2 separate regions of the Hordeum vulgare genome follow, and region 2 is linked to region 1. Evidence: chromatin contacts called from public Hi-C data. All regions are on one chromosome and are shown on one strand. The core of a region is the stretch at or near the end of the contact, and the rest is flanking DNA. Distances in the headings are between cores, read along the strand shown. Region 1 holds the start of LOC123449171 (thaumatin-like protein 1b). Region 2 holds the start of LOC123449172 (thaumatin-like protein 1).

The links. Hi-C and Micro-C count contacts between places; a contact is called where the count stands out from the background.
Region 2: a contact with region 1 is called in a Hi-C map of seedling, with 3 times the contacts expected there. The contact joins the promoter of LOC123449172 here to the promoter of LOC123449171 in region 1. A contact is called at or near these places in 3 of 6 Hi-C or Micro-C datasets (leaf and seedling) and 1 of 1 datasets of contacts at active chromatin or transcription factors (embryo).

Annotation. Positions count from the first base shown.
Region 1 is chr4H:506,198,463-506,205,164 of MorexV3_pseudomolecules_assembly, forward strand. It overlaps LOC123449171 (thaumatin-like protein 1b), which reads right to left and starts at 3,814. Exons shown (of 3, transcript XM_045126280.1): 1 at 3,392-3,814; 2 at 2,543-3,284; 3 at 985-1,506. The coding sequence starts at 3,452. The coding sequence ends at 1,335.
Region 2 is chr4H:506,648,927-506,655,628 of MorexV3_pseudomolecules_assembly, forward strand. LOC123449172 (thaumatin-like protein 1) reads left to right here and starts at 2,380. Exons shown (of 3, transcript XM_045126281.1): 1 at 2,380-3,016; 2 at 3,128-3,815; 3 at 4,535-5,121. The coding sequence starts at 2,962. The coding sequence ends at 4,778.

The sequences.
Region 1 (6,702 bases), core at 2,564-5,063:
TAGAAGATGCTAGCTATGCATGTTTGCGAGGTGTTCTTCCACCCTTGAAGAAAACCAGGTACTATCTGATTGAGTTCTCTCGTAGGAACTATCCTAGGACTCTACACGAGCTGTTCAATCTCAATCAATCCAACCTTAGAGTAACTATTGAGAGGACATTTGAAGCTCTGAGGAACGAGTTGAAGATTCTGAATCAAACGACATCCGCTCTTATCCTACCCAGGTTAAGCTTGTTCTTGCATACTGCATTCCGCATAACTGGATTTTGCAATAGGGTTAAGATGAACTGGTGCGTGAGGAGGAGAATGTGAGCCCGATGATGTTCAGCTCGATGGCCATGGTGTGAAGGCATTTGACAATGAAGCCTCTAAAATCAAAAGGGTGAAATGGGCACATGCAATGAGGAATAACAGAGGCCATACAAGGATCTGAAGAAGAAGAAGAAGAGCAAGTGGAGCGACAAAAGAAGAAGCAACAACAACCGAAGAGGAAGAGGAACAACAACACAAGAGGATGGATTTTCCCCCTATTCAACCATTTAGCTCTTAATACTGTTAGTGTCAATTAATATTAGTTAGGTTGAACCGTCATTTGTTTCATAACTATGAATAAAATTGTTAAGATTGTATGTGATACGGTCATAAGTAGTGAGAAGTGATGAGAACACCTAAAAGTGTCTTACGTGCGGTTAATATAATATAATCAACCAAACAACGTGTCTTATATGCGCCTAATATAATATAATCAATCAAATAACGGGTAGTTCGCTCATTCAGCTGATCTATATACGGGCAACCAAACAATATGCAGAGGATGGTTTATAGGTTTTTTTCTTAGTGAGATCCATATATATATATATGTCTATGCAAACATGCCAAAATCGGTGCGGGCAGCGAAACGCGCGCCCAAAGCTAGTCCATATGTCCGTTTTGGTTCTTTTCAGACCACGGTGCTTTTCCCTGCTCGGTGTTGAAACTTGCACGCTAAAAATAGTGACGATTCATACTATATCACGACGAACAATGAACACATCATCATTTCCGCTCAACAAATCAAAGAAGCGTAGAGAGTAAACATTAACCTAAGCCCGCGACATGCTGTCAGCTATCTAGAAGGCTGCGTTCTATGTGAAGATATCCTTGTTTTATCTGTCAGTAGTGGCACTGTCAGCCTCTGGTCTTGCCCGCCCGCCCTTCTCTCGTGCTCCGCTCGAGTCTCATCTCATCTCTGCCTCCGTCACGCCATAAGCAGCCCGCCGGATAAGGACAGACACCTCGTGAGGCGGGGAGCACGTATGCTGCCGCCATTTTCACGCATGGCCGGCCGACCGGCCCTTACAGGAGCAGCGAGACGGCGACGGCCAACGCGACGAGGAGCTGCGACGCATGGGCGGCAATGGAGGCGCCGCCGCCCGTCGAGAATTGCTCGCCGCCGTGGTAGACCATCGCCGTCCCGTTCGTGGGCGGCACGCCGGCGGCCTGCGGGTTCTCGTCGGTGTACTTCCCACTGTGGAGCAAAACACACAAAGCATACGGGTCAGCATAGCGTACTGCGGTACACATAGTACGAGATCGGAATGGCGTAGCGTGCAGTACCGTGCACCCAAGATACAGTACTTATGGCGTTGCAGATATTTTTGTAGGACGCAGATATTTTCGGACAGGGCCTCTGACTCTGAGCACACGAACATGGGAGGCAGTTGGGAAGAGGACGGCGAAACTGAATGCCATCGTCGGCCTAGGCCTGCGGGACCGCACGCGCGAAATGGCTAGAAGCCGCGGTACGCATCGGGCTACGTCGGTTCGCTTGTCGTGTGTGCGCGTGCGAGCTGAGCTGGGACCCCGCACCATGCCATGGATTCCTAGCCGTTGCACACTGCTGCGTGCATTTCGGCCGTTGAATACTGTAGTACAGTTCCCAACAGTCTGTCAGAATTGGCCCGGCCCTTTGGAGGTAAACATATTCCAGACGCCACATATTATATTCGGTCGCCGTGGCAGGACTGTGTTGCAACAGTACAGCACAACGGGAGCTTGCCCGTATGAGCACATGCTTTGATGTTCTTTGCCGACTTATTACAAGCATACTCCCTACCACCATTTGATAGTGTGTGGTGATTTATTAAGCCATATTCAACATGTCCTATCAAAATTCCAGCCATACTCCCTCCGTTCCTAAATATGATTTTTTTTAAATTTCATTAAAACATTTACATACGAAATAAAAATAAATGAATCTACATGTCTATATACATTCGTATTTTGTTCAACACTAAACAGAGGGAGTAAAATACTGCACAGATTTTAATATCTAATGCGGTATTAAACCTTAGGAATTGCCATGTCCTAAAGAAAGACTTCAACGTGTGCAGGTCCCTACCACCATAAAAACCTTTTTTTTTGTCAAAAAGGCATTTCGACCGTGCATTTTCGCGCCATTCGGTGAATCTACGGCCCAGGATTAAATACAGCGGAGCTCGGTTGCTTGCTTGATTAGTTTGCTGAACGTGCTCAAATACGAAGGACCGAGGAAAAGAAGTTACCTGGTGGTGCTGGGGCAGAAGGTGATGGCGTAGTTGGTGCCGGCGGCGCAGGTGAAGGTGGAGGTGGAGTCGTCGTACGCGTAGCTGTAGGCGCGCGGGCACGCGCTCTTGAAGAACTGCGAGTACGTCGACGGCCGGCACGTGTTGGGGCTCCCGTACGCGCCGCTGCAGCAGTACTCCGGGGACCCGAACGCCTCGCACGCGCTGCGGCACGCCATGGCGCTCCCGCCGACCGCACTGCTGGCGGCCCCCGTCGACGTGACCTTCAGCGCGGCCGGGCACGCGGCGTTCAGGTCGACGAGGCAGCCGGTGGCCATGCACTTGGGCCCGCCCGTGGAGCTGGCGGCGGCGGCGGCAGTGGCAGCGCCCTGCGGCACGACCAGCATCGGGAGGTTGTAGCCGTCGACGAGGCTGACGTCGAAGAAGTCCATGCCGCCGGAGCCGTCGAGCGTGAACTCGACCAGCGAGGCCGGCGGCGCGGCGCCGCCGCCGTTGCACTGGAGCGCGCCCGAGCCGCAGTCGCCCGTGGCGCAGGTGAACTTGCCGGCGGCATCCTCGGCGCAGAGCGTGCGCGCCCACATGCGCCCGGACCAGCTCGCCGGCGCGGTCACCGTCGCCGACGCGCCCTGCGCCAGGGCGAACCCCGTCGTCGATAACGGCGCCGTGCCCGCGCCCGACAGCAGCCCCGGCCACACCGTGTAGCCGCAGTTGTTGGTCATCGTGAACGTCGCCGACCACGCCGCTGCAAGCACCCCAAGAACTTGAACCGATCAGGCACACGCACACAAAACAGATCATAGAATGCGCATTGGAACAAAGCAGAGCATGAGAAGCGAAAAGATCAATTACCTGGAAGCAGAAGGAGAAGAGCGATCAACCGGAGGGCGACTTGAGCTGGACTCCGTGCCATTTTCGTCCTCTCAGTGCCGACTACTCCACGGGATCTCAGCTCCAAGCTCTGTGCAGCTCTGCTAAGGTATGCTCTGTTTTCGTGTAATGTAATTGGCCGGGAGAGGGTGACTAGGTGAGGACGGTCGGTTGACTTATATAGACGGCGCAGCCCAAGCAAGCAGGAAAGTGGGTCGTATCGTATCCGCCCAACGGGCACTGCAAGTGGGGCCGGATGGGACAGATCTTTGATGGCTGTCTGCTCTTGGACTTACGTCGGCAACGGCTCCCTCACCGTCTCTGTATCTTGTCCGTAGCCACCGCCCTACGTCCGCTGCCTCAAATATCTGAGCAGGCGAGAGCTCGACGATGGAGTTAGGAGAGATTTGGCCGTTCGGTAATCCATTTATAGAGGCGTGGCCGCGTGCGACGGTGGCCGGTGGTTGATGACCGGAGAAGAAACGGGGAAGGTGAGCAAGAAAAGAAAACTCTGACGCGCAGCTGTTATGCATTTTTTGCTCAGTTACGTGTGGGACTTGCTGTGATGCGATTTTGTTTCCTCCTCCAAAGAAAGGGATTCCACTTTCGTAATGCTCAAGCTGCAAATGATCGCCGCCCTCATTTGACCTCCTGCCACGGCCAAGGCGCATCGATGTTTCGTGGGGAGATTACACATATACGTAAGTACTCCGTGTCTTGCCTTGCACGAGATATTAACGTGATTTAGACATGCTTCACGGAGAAATATTGTATTGTGCGGGCCAGGTACATCCATAGTTGCCTCCTGAACGGACGAGATTTTTTTTTAGCAATTTACATCCTCAAATACTCATGTTTCTCCATTGACTTTCCAGCAATTTGTACCAAGCTCCGCCATTATACCCGAGCATATAGCCGCAACCTCTTGCAACAAGGCCGTCTCGCCGACCCACAAAACGAGGCTCCTCACCGTCGCCGCGAGATAGCATATGTCCTTCCCTACGTCTCCCTAATGAATTAAGACAATTTAAGTCTATTTTTCGATATTATGGCAATGTTTAGATCAAATTGTATCATTTGTTGTGTAATTTCTACAAATTTTGAACATTGGCACCCCTCAGACGGAGATTTATAGGTCCGCCACTGCTCGGGCCTAAGGCATCATGCCAGCTGCATGACAGATTGGATGAGAAGCAGGGAGGTAGAGGAGGGACCGGTCATGAGGGGGAGTAGAGGGACGGCATATGCGGACGCCTCCAGTCACCAGTCTTCGGTGCCAACATCAGACGTGGTGGCATAGGAGGGGAGGGGTGCTGGTGGCTGGGTATGGTGACTGTCTCGGTTGGGAAACAGTGATATGGGGGCTGGGTTAAAGAGGTGTGACATGACACTAACTAGGCACTGACTAGGCGGTCGGAAGTCAAAACTAGTAAAGCCCGACCAGAAAACTGATTTGAATGGAGTGGGCATCATTTTTTTTGTTTTCAGATTTCATCAGAAATGTAAATAATCCCTCCGTGAAGTAGTGATCTAAGAGAATCTACAACCGGACTTGACAAATTGGGCCCATGTACGACTGCGGGCGCGTTCGTCGGCCCCTCATATGTTGCGTCGTACATCCACATACGTCAAATGTCAATCCTCAAATCCATGCAATCCATGCACGTAGACCATCTAATACAAATTTTCCTAATTCAACAGTTCAAACAAAGCAAATCAATCATAGTTCAACAAACCGGAGATGCCAAAATGAAATCAATGTCTAAGCGAGAAGGGTGCTTGTCGGATCACTCACGAGACGCAGCCATCCATGCCGCCTGATCGTCCACCTTGTCTTGCTCCGCTTGCATCCGGACTGCCTGCTCCGCCTGCATCCTAGTCGCATGATCCGCTGCTGCAGCCGCCCTCGCTGCCTCCTGCGTCCTACGGTCCTTGTGTGTGTGGAACATTGCATGAAAACAAAAAAAAATCCTACGAACACCCAAGATCTATCTATGGAGATGCATAGCAACGAGAGGGAAGATTGTGTCTACGAACCCTCGTAGAGCGAAAGCGTATATAAGCGGTTGATATAGTCGTATTCTTCACGATCCAATCACGATCAAGCGCCGAACGGACGACACCTCCGTGTTCAACACACGTGTGGCTCGATGATGTCTCTGCCTCCTTGCTCCAGCAAACGAGGGCGGAGAAGTAGATGGGATCTCAACCAGCACGATGGCGTGGTGGAGATGGTGGTGGTTCAGTGCCAGCAGGGGTTCGCCAAGCGCCTATGGAATGACGAACAATGAAGAACTCGGGAAAATGGAAAAGTAATTGCCCAAGGGAGGGAGAAGCAATTGGTGCTAGGCTACCCTCCCCACCTCTCCTCTATATATAGGAGCAAGGGGAGAGGCACATATCCCCTTTGCCCCTCCTCCGAGGAGGGGGCGTCCGTCCTAGCTAGGAGTGCCCTCCAAGCCAAGTGGAGGGCCCTCCCACTAGGCGCTAGGGCCTTGTGGGGCCGGTGCCTGATACGTCTCCAACGTATCTATAATGTTTGATCATTCCATGCCATTATATTATCAACTTTGGATGCTTTATATGCATGAATATGCTATTTTATATTATTTTTGGGACTAACCTATTGACCTAGAGCCCAGTGCCAGTTCCGTGTCGTGTTTCGTGGGGAGATTACACATATACGTAAGTACTCCGTGTCGTGCCTTGCACGAGATATTAACGTGATTTAGACATGCTTCACGGACAAATATTGTATTGGGCGGGCCAGGTACATCCACAGTTGCCTCCTCAAGGGTTGACGCCTCTCTCTCTCTCTTCTACTTGAGCACTTGCGGAGCCTTGGACCAAACTCTGAAGAAAATTTGTTAGAAAGGATTTAGACGAGATTTTTTTAGCAATTTACACCCTCAAATACTCATGTTTTTTCATTGGCTTCTGAGTAATTTGTACCAAGCTCCGCCACTATACCCGAGCATATAGCCGCAACCTCTTGCAACGTGGCCGACCTACAAAAGGAGGCTCCTCATCGCCGCCGTGAGATAGCATATGTCTTTCCCTGCACCTCCTAATGACTTAAGACAATTTAAGCCTATTTTTCGATATTATGGAAATGTTTAGGTCAAATTGTATAATTTGTTGTGTAATTTCTACAAATTTTGGACATCGGCACCCCTAAGATGGAGATTTCTAGGTCCGTCACTGCTCGGGCCTAAGTGCATCATGTCAGCTGCATGGCAAATTGGATGAGAAGCAGTGAGGTGGAGGAGGGTCCGGTCGTGAGGGGGAGTAGG
Region 2 (6,702 bases), core at 1,130-3,629, 450 kb after region 1:
GCTCATTATGTTGTACAACCAACTCAGACTGCTTTCATGCCTGGACGACACATCCTAGAGGGGGTTGTCATCTTACACGAAACATTGCACGAAATTCATAAAAAGAAACTTGATGGGGTTGTCTTTAAGGTGGATTTCGAGAAGTCTTATGATAAGGTCAAGTGGCCTTTCCCTCAGCAGGCCTTACGTATGAAAGGGTTCAATGAGTCTTGGAGGGATCAGCTGTCCTCTTTTATTCAGCAAGGAAGTGTTGGGGTTAAAGTTAATGATGACATAGGTCATTATTTCCAGACTCACAAGGGACTGGGACAGGATGATTCAATGTCCCCAGTGTTGTTCAACATAGTAGCGGATATGCTGGCAGTCCTTATTGTTCAGGCTAAAGTGAACGGCCATGTAGGAGGGCTGATCCCACACCTGGTAGAGGGGGAGTATCCAAACTACAATATGCGGATGACGCGATAATTTTTATGGGGCATGGTCTTTCAAAAGCTAGAAACATGAAGCTAGTGCTTTGCCTTTTTGATAAGTTGTCTCGACTTAAAATCAATTTTGACAAAAGTGAATTGTTTTGTTTGGGGAGAGCAAATGAGGAACAAGACGCGTATAGGCAGCTATTTGGGTGCGAAATGGGATCGCTACCATTTAGTTACCTAGGAATCCCCATTCATCATAGACGTTTGACGCATAGGGAATGGAAATTATTGAGGATAGATTTGAAAACAGACTAAGCTGCTGGAAGGGCAAGCTGATGTCGTATGGAGGAAGGCTGGTGCTGATAAACTCGGTGTTATCAAGCTTGTCGATGTTTCTTCTGTCTTTCTTTGAAGTATTGGTGGGGGTACGAAAAAGATTAGACTTCTATCGCTCTCGTTTCTTGTGGCAATGTGATGAGGTTAGGGGTACATATAGACTAGCTAAGTGGGAGATTATTTGCAGACCAAAAGACCAAGGGGGCTTAAGCATAGAAAATTTAGAGGTTAAAAATAGATGCCTTCTTAGCAAATGGCTATACAGGCTGTCTACTGAGACTGGTGGGATGTAGCTACAATTTTTGAGAAATAAGTACCTACATTCTAAGTCTGTGGCTCAGGCCACTGCTCAACCTACTGGCTCACCTTTTTGGAAAGGGTTAATGAAGGTGAAGATAGCTTTCTTTCAGAGGGTCAAGTTTTTGGTCGGCGATGGAGCCATGACCAGATTCTGGGAAGACGCATGGCTGGGGAATACGTCGTTGGCTTTGCAATATCCTTCCATTTATAATATTACAAAAAAGATTGTGTTGCGACAGTATTTCGATCAATACCTCTAAATATTCAATCCAGGTGAGCCCTAGTGGGAGAAAGATGGAATGCGTGGATGCACTTGATCAGACATTTGATGAATGTTCAACTGTCAGACCAGGTAGATTCCATTCACTGGAAATTAACTACGTCTGATAGGTTTACGGTGAAATCAATGTACACTGATCTAATTAATTCTCAAACACTTTCAAGATCTTTACATATTTGAAAGATTAAGGTGCCGTTTAGAATTAAGATTTTCATGTGATTTATACACAAGGGGTTGTGTTAATCCAAGATAACTTGATAAGACGATGATGGATAGGCAGTCCTAAGTGTTGCTATTGTGATTAAAATGAAATAGTTAAACTCTTTTTTCTTGATTGTCCTTTGGCTAAACTTTTATGACGCACTGTATATATAACTTTTAACATTACTCAACCAACAAGCATTAACACGCTATTTGGGACGTGGCTCAACGGAGTGGACGTAACTATAGCGAATCATATCAGGATTGAAATAAGTGCGCTATTTTAGGCTATATGGAACACGAGAAATGATTTGATTTTTAATGGCAAAAGTATTCACAACTTTTTGCAAGTTATTTACAGAGCTACACCTTGAATCCGTAAACGATCGTTACTCAGCCATGTGGACTTCAGGGAACTTATGAATACTGTGTGCAACCGGTGGGAGACGATGGCACGGGCTATCTTCGTCCGGATTCGATGGTGAGCTAATAATAGACTAATGTATATGCATCGTAGTTTATTTGTTTGTTTTCGTCGAATGTGAGAGTTATTTTCCACTTGTAAGCGGTTTTTATTCAAGTTTTGATCTATACTTCAAAACTTAAGACTATGTTTGGTTTCTTTCTTAATAAAATGACTGCATGCATCGATTGATGCAGAGGGGTGAGGCTTGATCCTTCTTTAAAAAAAAACATATTTACCGCTCGCTACATCAGGAATCAAACGAAGCAACAGCCGGTCGAGTACTGAGCTTTCAAAGATCAGCTCGGAAGCATTTAGCCAACAAGATTTTCAGCAAGGTTCCTCGACATTCCATTATCTTATCCTCCAACAATCCTCGCAACTGTCGGTTAAGCCATAGCCATCCTGGCCCTCCACTAAATCTCATCGCACAATCCGCAACTTTCTGCCAAAAGATACGGCCATCACCAAGCACCAAACCTCGATACAATCCTGATCGGCAGCCCATTCCATGGTGGAAATCACAGGCAACAATTTAGCCACAGGCCTTGGCCTCCCGATGCAAATTGCAGAGAAGAAAAGGTTATCTGAATCCAATCAAGCCCCATTCCATGCTTTCACTTTACTGAAGAAGGCATGATAAAGGTTGGTCAGTGAACGGCCGCTCCCGGGCTATAAATACGGCCGTGGAGGGAGTGCTCAGATTCCCCTTCTTCCCGCTCCTCCACTCTCTCATCCTAATCCTGATAGTTTATGGGTGGCTGCTCCTCCATCCTAGGTCGAGACTTCTCTACCTCCCTGTACTGTCTCCCACTGCTGTACTAAACTAGTACTGCGGCCGGAGTTGCTGGACTGCCAGTACTGATACTGACAGGTTGCGTCTACGCTGTAATGTGACACTATATACCTCTCCTTGCCCTCGCCATTAGTGACCACCAACACCAACACCAGCCACAGAACAGAACATGGGAATCCAAAGAGTTTGCTTCGTCGTTGCGCTGCTTTGTATGTGCCTGAGAGGTAATTCGATCGTCGTAGAAGAAATCGAGTGAGGTTTGATTGTAGGAGGAGTTCTTGTAATGGTGAGCTGGATTATTGACACCGTCTGTGTGTTCTGTTTGTTTGGCGCAGAGGGAGGAGCTGTGACATTCACGTTCCTGAACCGGTGCACGGGGACGGTGTGGCCGGGCATCCTGTCCAACGCCGGGACGGCGAGGATCGAGCCCACGGGCTTCGCGCTGCCGCCCGGCGCGGCGCGTGCTCTGCCGTTCCCGACCGGCTGGTCAGGCCGGCTGTGGGCGCGCACGGGCTGCGCGCAGGACGCGGCCGGGCGGTTCGCGTGCGCCACGGGCGACTGCGGCACGGGCACGCTGGAGTGCGCGGGACGGGACGGGGCGACGCCCGCGACGCTGGCCGAGTTCACGCTCGACGGCGGGGGCCACAACGACTTCTACGACGTGAGCCTCGTGGACGGCTACAACCTGCCCATCCTGGTGGAGCCCGCGGGGAGCAGCGCCACCGGCACGACGTGCGCCGCGGCGGGCTGCTCCGCGGACCTGAACCTGCGGTGCCCCGCGGAGCTGCGGTCCGCGGGCGGCGGCGCGTGCCGGAGCGCGTGCGACGCGTTCGGCAAGCCGGAGTACTGCTGCAGCGGCGCGTTCGCCAACCCCAACACCTGCCACCCCACCGCCTACTCGCAGGCCTTCAAGCTGGCGTGCCCGCGCTCATACAGCTACGCCTTCGACGACCCCACCAGCACCTTCACCTGCGCCGGCGGCCGCGACTACACCATCACCTTCTGCCCCGTCGCCACCCCAAGGTCCACCACGCGGCTTAACCACTGCATTAATTCACTAGCTAAGGCTTGCTTTCGCGTGACGTTTAGGTCGTGCGCGGTTAATCACACCATGATTTGCACGCACTGTTAGGTAAGCATGCGTCTTCTTGGAGACACGATGATGAAATCGGCATGGCTGGTTGGTGCCTGAACAATGGGCACTCCATGTCACCTTATCTCACTCACATACTACAAAGTGTTTGCAAGTGCGCGGTATTCCAATACGCCGTGCTTACGAAACGGAAGGGGACACTGAGAGCGAGAGGTTTGGGAGATGATGCATTGTGATGATTAGTCTGGACTGGAGTTACCAGTATATTTAGTAGGTCGTAGATGTCTCATTCATGTTGCATTTTTAGTGGGTGCTTAGCTTGTCGAGGGTGGTTTGACCCCCCGGTGGCTTCACTTTTCACTGCCGTCGGTTTGCACATCAACGTCAGCCGTCCGAGCAGGGCAGGGCAGGGCAGTCATTTTCTTATCTTGTGACGAGGTCAGAAAAGGCTAGGCTATAGGAATGATGGCCGATGTCGCCATGAAACTACCGCAACACTTTAGCGGAAAGGATAAAAGGGAAAGCTCAAAAACCAGCTTTCAGTGCTACTCATCCTCTTTTATTTTACTGCATGCATGCATTCATTCATTCGAGTCTTCACCAGTTGGAGCGTGAACTCATCGTACTCTGCCATTCTTTTCGTGTGCAGCCTGAAATCGGCGGGTGGGGCGACGGTGGTGCCGACGCCGACGATGCCGGGCTCGACAGCGTTCGCGCCCCCGGTGATGCCAAGGCAAGCAGGCGGCCAGGCCGACGGGCAGGGCGTGATACTGGGGGACAACTCCTGGCTCGCCAACATGGCCACCGGCGACATGTCGGCGGCGACGCCGAGCAGGACGGCGATGATCCCGGCCGCGCCGCTCGCACTGCTCATCCTCCGGCTGCTTCTATAGCATCAGATCCAGATCATTAGAAGACAAGGACTCGCCATATCCATCCATCCATCCATCCAAACAAACCAAAAAAATCAAAAACAGAGAAATTTGGGTCAGAAGCCCAACAGAAGAACACACTGTTTGTTTGCAAGTCGGCACGGTCCACCGGAGCGAAAGCGCTCCCGTGCCGTTGCTGCCGCCGTCGGCTGTGGAGTGCACGGCGAGTGGGGAATGATTCGATTTGACCAAGATCGCCATTGTAAAATCCATCCATCCGTCTTTTTCAGTTTTCTCTTTCTAGTTTGCACGGTTGTGGAGTACTTACAAAGGAAATATACTACTAGTAGAAAAGATTCTTACACGCATGGTGCTTGAAATTCGAATCGCGGCAGCTCTAGATGAGCCCAAGAGCTAGTATCTACTTATGATTGTATATACGCACTCGCCGTCCAGTTCTCCGGCCGATCGCTAGTGGCGAACAAACTATAACCTGATCAATCAATGCGCTTATTCTGGGATTTGCTCTCAGCTGTCAGAGGCCAAACCTGGTCAAGCCATGATATGCACCAAGGAAAGATTAGGATCAAGTTCACATCGTTTCAGTGATGAGCAGGACGTGCAGATACATGTCATGCTATCTCTGCTCTGTAGTGTCACAGTGCTTTCTTGGATGGTGTGGGTGGTTTTGCCATACATAACCAGTCACCGACGTGGCAGGTCCATTATCACTGACGGTCTAGCTGCCAAAACGATCATAATACTCGCACATTCACCAAACATTCTGTTGCAGCCGATGATTGGATCGGATGCGTGCCTGGATCAATCAACGGCTAAAAGGAAGATGGAAGAAACGAATGGCCCGGTAATGGCTGAGTTGGCGGCATGGACTGGAAACACTAGAATACCGATCCTACCACGACAAACTGTACGCTAAAAGTCACTGGTGTACAGGCTGATGGCTGGCGCAAGCCTCGGTGTTTGGCACATGGGGTGTGCGGCGCCATCTGGGAGGATCAGGCAGGCAAGCAAGATGCCGGACCGGCGGGCGTGGATGGTGGCCACTGGCCTGGTGGGGCGGACACGGGGACGGCGGTGGTGGCCATTCCCTTGGTTTGGTCCACTGCTTTTGGTGAGTGTGGCCAAAGGAAGGTTCAGTTCAGCTCGGTGCCTACTCTTGTTCCTGCCGACCAACGCCGTACTAGCTACCATACCATGCCAGCAGCCTCTCATCGGAATCACATCACCTTTATTATTTCCCGCATGCTCGACGTTATTCCGTGTGGGGCAGTCAGCAGGTAGAGTAGGTTGCAGCGAAGCTCATGGCACCTACCACTACCAGCTGCTCTCATATAGTCTCATGGCGAAACCCCGATTTCAGTTGCCCGGTCCATGCGACGGGACAAGCAGGCAGGGGCTACCTGCATCAGCATCGGAGACGGGTGAGGCGGCCATGGTTTTTAGCTTGGAGACCCGTCGCCTTTCCGTCGCCGAATCGGCCGCTTTCTCCGATATGGCTGTGGATCGCCGGGACTGCAGGAAATCGATCGCACGCGGCTGTTGGCTAGCGGCGACAGGGATCGGCCACCGACCGGGTCGTTTTCCTGCTGATGAGAGTGACGACGAGCTGCCGAATCTGATACGCGACTTGGATCTCCCGTTAGAATACAAAGCACAGTTAGTGAGTTGGATCGTCACTGCAACTGTGCCTCAGTTTTAACAAGTACTCCAGAAAAGACGCAGCACAGCAGTACAGCACTAATAATGAAGAAAAACACGGGATTATGATTGCGCTAACTACGCATCCAGAGACCAGTGGATGTGTGGTTCGGCGCTGCTGTGGTGCAGCAACACTGTCGTTACCTCTCTTTCTGCCAAATGGCACTACACTTTGCAGGTGGTTGTGCTTGGCCAGGGCGGTTGCTTATGCTTGCATGAAGGGTTC